Regions from separate parts of the Mus musculus genome. Here region 2 is linked to region 1. The links are chromatin contacts, called in public Hi-C maps. All regions are on one chromosome and are shown on one strand. Each heading gives the region's core, a stretch centred on a gene start, on an enhancer-like site or on the middle of the called end of the contact. The rest is flanking DNA. Distances are from core to core; before and after follow the strand shown.

Region 1 (2,700 bases), core at 2-2,501:
CCATGTAGTTGCTGGGAATTGAACTCAGGACCTCTGGAAAGGCAGTCAGTAATCTTAACCATCTTTCCAGCCCTAGAGGTGTATTTTTTTCTCTCTCTCTCTCCTCTGAGACAGGGTCTGTCTATGTAGCCCTGGCTGGCATCGAACCTAGAGATCCACCTTCCTTTCCTGTCTGCCAACTGCTGGAATGAAAGGTGTGCTTGACCACTATAAGGATTGGATTCTTTCTAGAATTCCATGGGTGGTAGATTTTTCTGAAGCCATGGGCCTATTTTATAGTCCCGTTTATTGGGTGAGTAATTTCCTGTATTTTAAAATCCTTCATATATTAAGAATATGGGGTGCTGTTTTCTGTGTCACTACTTCTTCAAGCATTGTTGTTTCTGAGCCAAGGTCTCCATGGGCCATAGCTGTCCAAAGATTTGGCGGACTCTACATTTGCATGTTAAAACTAAGCGTGGGCCATACTTTCTCCTGCACGGAAAGGAGTATTGTTTGTAATTCAACTTGTGCTGGATCATGGTGACATACAAAGAACTTCAGTTAACAGTTTAAAAGACAAAATAAAAACATATATCAGACTCATGAATAAAGAGGCAACACCTGATGCCAGGTAAGGTAGCACAAGCTTTTAACCCCAGCTCTTGGGAGGCAGGTAGATCTCCATGGTGTTCAAAGACAGTCTAGGCTGGTTTACATAGTGAATTTCAGGCAGACAGGGCTGAACTGAATCTATCCATTCATTTTCCTCTGCTGACTTACTTCTTACATCACTTTTCAGCCTTTTAGCTAAGATCAAGTGTAAAAATTTAATACAAGGCAGGCTACCAAGGTGATTCAGCAGCTAAAATCGACTGCCACCAAGCCTGACAACTGGAAGTCTAATCCCTAGGACCCATACTGTATAAGACAGTGAACTCCTAACTTGTTCTCTTATCATTCTTGTACATATATACCCCCACACACACACACACATACACACATGAACATGGACACAGACACAGAAATACAATTAAAAAAACAATATGGGGAGAATACTCATAACCACAGGTTCAGATTCTGAAAAGAACTTTTTGGAACAGTCTCTATTACATTTTCTTGCATACCAGAAATACTAGCTCCCACAAGATCGTCTCTGTGGAAAGACATGAAGGAAGTATGCCCGAATTAGTTTTTATAACCCACTATGTGCTAGCATTCTCTCGGCTAGAAAGCCTTTGCATCATCTTGGCCAACCCATGACCTTGTTTTACCAAGGCCAGGAAGTAGAGAGTTTTACTTCAGGAAGCTCAATTAATGAAAGACTTCCTCTAGCTTGTTATGACTGCTTCACATCTTTTGCTAAGGGTCTATTTGGTTGCACATCAGGACAGATCTATTAAGGAGCTTTAAAAAATAAATCTATGAAAGTAAAGATCTGTCTAATATTTTTCAAAGGAAAAATAACAATTGTCTTTACGCCACAGGCTCCTGTGAGTTTCAGACAGGGCTCTGCCTGGGAAGCAGGCAAGGAAACACTGCTGATCACATCCAGTGATGTTCCCTAATGGGCGAGTGAGCGCCTGAGGGCACGTGGTAGTGGAAAGTTCTTATTCTTGCCAAGGGAGTGCTCTGCAATTTTTTCCTCCACATTTTTTTTCCTCTCTTTGGGCTGAGGCAGGAAGAATGAGAGCATGTGTTATAAACCTCCTTCCATTTGCTTAACACCTGACACTGCTCACGTGTAGTTCTTGGCTCTGTAAGTTCTTAGCTCTTTCCTTTCCATAACAATACTGATTTTCACTCTGAAGAAAAATACAATTTAAAGGTTAGTCTACCAAGAATACAGTTAAGAGTCAGTTTTTAAAAGTTATTTTTGCGATAATTTATAAATGAATGGAAGTTTTCTTTACCTTACAAGGAGATTTAAGTAAGAATACTTAAACATCTTTTTTACTTAAGGTAAACATAAATAATAATATATGCAAGGAAAACAGTTTACGTATACATGTATGTGGGTGAATAAAAAGTATTTTATTTTAGCTGGGTGCAGTGGTGCATGCCTTTAATCCCAAGCACTTGGGGTTGGGGTGGGCTGGACATGTACCTCAACAGGTGGAGTTCAGAAAGCCCTGAAACTGAACGTTGAGCTATGAACATCTTTCACTTCTGGAGGTCAAATTAATACATGGAAGCAGGAATTACACCATTCTATCCTCACATCCCAGCCACCTCCCCAAATCCTCTACATGTTCTAACACAAGAAAAGCTTAAACACTGTATTTTTCCAAGTCACAATATCTTAGCAAAAGTGACCCCTTTCCTGTGGTTGTTGTTGGTTTTGTTTTTTTTTTTTTTCTTTTTAAAGCTGTTTTTTTCCCCAAAAGTCTTAACCTCCATGGCAAGAATGGAAAGACTGACACTGACTATTAGTCATGAAGCGGGAGGAGTGATTACAGGAAATCAGGAAATGCCAGCCCCGTGTAATCAGGTCAAGCTTCAAGATCAACTGGTCTGTCATGGTCTGAGGGTGTGTGGAGGTGGGGAACCTCCCATAGTCCTTCACCTCTCAGTGTCTTATGACCTGTCCTCACAGTGTTAAAGGGTCTTGACCTCAAAGCACTCTGCTTAATATATCTACACTCATTTTTCAAAAGTACTTTGTACTTTCAAAAGAGATTCACATTTATGTATACGGTGGTCTTTTGCCTGTATTCACGT
Region 2 (2,847 bases), core at 192-2,691, 240 kb after region 1:
AGAGATGGCTCAACGGTTAAGAGCACTGACTGCTCTTCCGAAGGTCCTGAGTTCAAATCCCAGCAACCACATGGTGGCTCATAACCATCCATAACGAGATCTGGTGCCCACTTCTGGTGTCTGAAGACAGCTACAGTGTACTTACATATAATAAATAAATAAAATTAAAAAAAAAAAAAAGATTTATAAAAAAGAACTTCTGGCTCTCCCCGAAGCTGCCCTTGCTCAGACTCTCTGCTTCCTCCCCTACTTCAGGAGGAATATCCTCCCCAACATTACCACCTCCTACCTCAAGTCGTGCATTTATAATGCGCGGACGGATCCCTTCTGCCCCATATTCCGTCTTGGCCAAATCGTGGCGGATGCGGGCCACAGCTTTCAGGAGATGGCAGTGGAGGTAGGTGCCAGCATGGTTTTCCTCGCATCTTACCTGCCCCAGGATCCCGGCCCCAGCGTGAGCTTGAGTTCCGAAAGCCTCCCCTGCTTTCCCCACAGGGAGGCATCATGGGTATCCAGATCAAGTGGGACTGCAACCTTGACAGAGCTGCCTCCCACTGCCTGCCCAGATATTCCTTCCGGCGCCTCGACACTCGGGACTTAGAACACAACGTGTCTCCTGGCTACAATTTCAGGTACCGCTCACGCGTTGGGAGGATGCGTACATGTGGTTCAAGCCCAGGGCACATCCTGAGACCTGTCTCACTAAAATATAAGAGGCTGCACTGAGCCGGGCGGTGGTGGCACACGCCTTTAATCCCAGCACTTGGGAGGCAGAAGCAGGCGGATTTCTAGGTTCGAGGCCAGCCTGGTCTACAAAGTGAGTTCCGGGGCAACCAGGGCTATACAGAGAAGCCCTGTCTCGAAAAGAAAAAAAAAAAAAAAAAAAAAAAAAAAAGAGGCTGCACTGAAACTAGCCAGCTGAAGATGCTGCTGTATCTGTTTCCCCGGGCTCTAGTAACAGATGACACCGAACAGCTCGAAACAACAGAATTTTATTCTTCGATAGTTCTGAAACCAGAAGTCTGTAGGATTATGTTGCTGTGAACTCTGCGGTCTGATGCCGTAAACTCCTGAACCCCCACCATCACCCCAAGTGCTGGGATTAGAGGTGTGCACCCGCCACACCCACCTTCTCTCTTCTATTTATGGACGGCTAGGAACTTGCTGTGTAGACCGGGTTGGTTCGATCTTCTCTTCAAGAACATTAGATTTAGGGTTAACCTTAATCTGGCATGACCTCTCTTTAACTAATTACATCTGCAAAATAAGATCACCTTTGCAGGTGGAGATGAATTTGAGAAGGGACACTATTAAATCCAGGACACCTGGGAATGTGAGCGAGGCCTGGGAACACCATTGCCATTTTTCAAAAGCAGCCAAATCCTGTGTACAGTTAACGAGCATTTATTTGCTAGGTCAGTTTTCAAAGTTGCCCTTGACTCCCTCTAGTGGTAGCTTGTGGTATCAAATTTGCGTGGGGTAGTAAGAAGGCTTTCTTGAGACTAGGGCAGCTATTCGAACTCCCCCCAACCCCCACACCAGGGTGGGGTCAGATTTGTATGGTTCTGTCTCTGTCTCAGGGTTCTTAGGGGCCACGGTGGAGACCTAAAGCTTGGAATCCTAGAACTGAGAAGTTGACGGATCTCACACACACCCAGACCGTAGCCAGCACCAGTCTCACCTGAGGGTCCCAAGCCTGGACCAATAGCATAGAAGCTGTGGCACAGATAAATCCCAGACTTGAGATTCTGATAGAAAGCTAACTAAGGCTGGGGCCGGGCAGAGCGGTGATAGGGGCAAGGTTTCTTCGGAGAATCTCCATATTGCATATTTAGGAACTAATTGACCTTTTAGTTTCCCGGGACAGCTGGGATTACAGACTTCCCTGGTTTGCATTCTGTAGCCTGGAGGGTGAGCTGAGTTGGTGTCTTATCTCAATTGTGTATCTCAATCCAGCCAATGAGACTAAAATGGCAGGTGGTAGCCAGGGGGGGAGCCCAGAGGCGTGGTGTATCCCACCTGGAGCCAAGCTCCAGCCGGGCTGTGAGCCCCGGGGCTGGCTCAGTCCCCATCCTTCCATGCAGTCTTGTAGATCCCCACTGGCTGACAAGTTCTGTTAGTGCACAGGGTCCCCTGGAGAGAGGCAGGGGATGATGATATGACCCAGCTGTATCATCAGGAAGGCCGTTCAGAGCAAAAGGGCTCCCATCCTGGGGTAGGATGCTGGTGGCAGAGGAGTCCCTCTGCTCCTCCGGGAGGGGTCCTGGCTCCTCCTGCTACATTGCCTCACATTAACTAGGAGGCTGACCTGGGGGGGGGAGGGTGCTTGGTGTCTGCGAAGCCACTGGAGCAACTCGTTAACCAAGACAAGTTGTGCTCAGGGACTTGGGTCCTGCGCTAACAGTCCCTGCCTGGGACCCCAAGATCTGCACTTATTCTCCACCCTACCCTCTTTTCCTCCAGGTTTGCCAAGTACTACAGGGACCTTGCTGGCAATGAGCAACGCACACTCACCAAGGCATATGGCATCCGCTTTGACATCATCGTGTTTGGAAAGGTAGGCCCTCCTCTGAACCCTGCTTGGAGAGAGAAAGCCTCCCACTGTCCTATTTTCTGTCATCACCCCCATTAGAACACTTTGGTTCTCCTCCTGTCTTCCGCCAGGCTGGCAAGTTTGACATCATCCCAACCATGATCAATGTTGGCTCTGGCTTGGCGCTCCTAGGGGTGGTGAGTGTTTTAGAGCGGTTTCCTTGTCTGGACCTTTCTTACTCGTCAGCAGCTTAGTGAGCAAGCGCTGGCCTTCCCCTAAACCTCAGACTTGACTCTAGACTGGATGCCGTTTGG

The links. A called contact is a pair of places that touch in the nucleus more often than the background predicts.
Region 2: a Hi-C map of bone marrow-derived macrophages shows a contact between it and region 1, with 48 read pairs. The contact joins two enhancer-like sites. A contact is called at or near these places in 9 of 39 promoter capture datasets (the C10 cell line, the HPC-7 cell line, cranial neural crest and 4 more), 2 of 15 datasets of contacts at CTCF or cohesin (the NIH/3T3 cell line and large pre-B cells), 59 of 484 Hi-C or Micro-C datasets (the 3T3-L1 cell line, the AML12 cell line, B cells and 41 more), 11 of 115 datasets of contacts at active chromatin or transcription factors (astrocytes, bone marrow-derived macrophages, cardiomyocytes and 8 more) and 3 of 9 other capture datasets (adipose tissue, liver and pancreatic islet).

What each region holds. Positions count from the first base shown.
Region 1 is chr5:122,480,455-122,483,154 of GRCm38.p6, forward strand. All of the region lies in intron 5 of Atp2a2 (ATPase, Ca++ transporting, cardiac muscle, slow twitch 2), which reads right to left. Among named protein-coding and RNA genes, the nearest start is that of Atp2a2, 20 kb to the right of the region's middle. Within about 2 kb of position 1,252, at least 26 of the 459 cell types and tissues checked have an H3K27ac peak or open chromatin away from gene starts, as enhancers often do. A contact at or near this core is called in bone marrow-derived macrophages, where this site is marked.
Region 2 is chr5:122,724,735-122,727,581 of GRCm38.p6, forward strand. It overlaps P2rx4 (purinergic receptor P2X, ligand-gated ion channel 4), which reads left to right. Exons shown (of 12, transcript NM_011026.3): 7 at 256-397; 8 at 496-632; 9 at 2,464-2,557; 10 at 2,665-2,730. It also overlaps a transcript of Camkk2 not described here. Among named protein-coding and RNA genes, the nearest start is that of P2rx4, 19 kb to the left of the region's middle. Within about 2 kb of position 1,442, at least 15 of the 459 cell types and tissues checked have an H3K27ac peak or open chromatin away from gene starts, as enhancers often do. A contact at or near this core is called in bone marrow-derived macrophages, where this site is marked.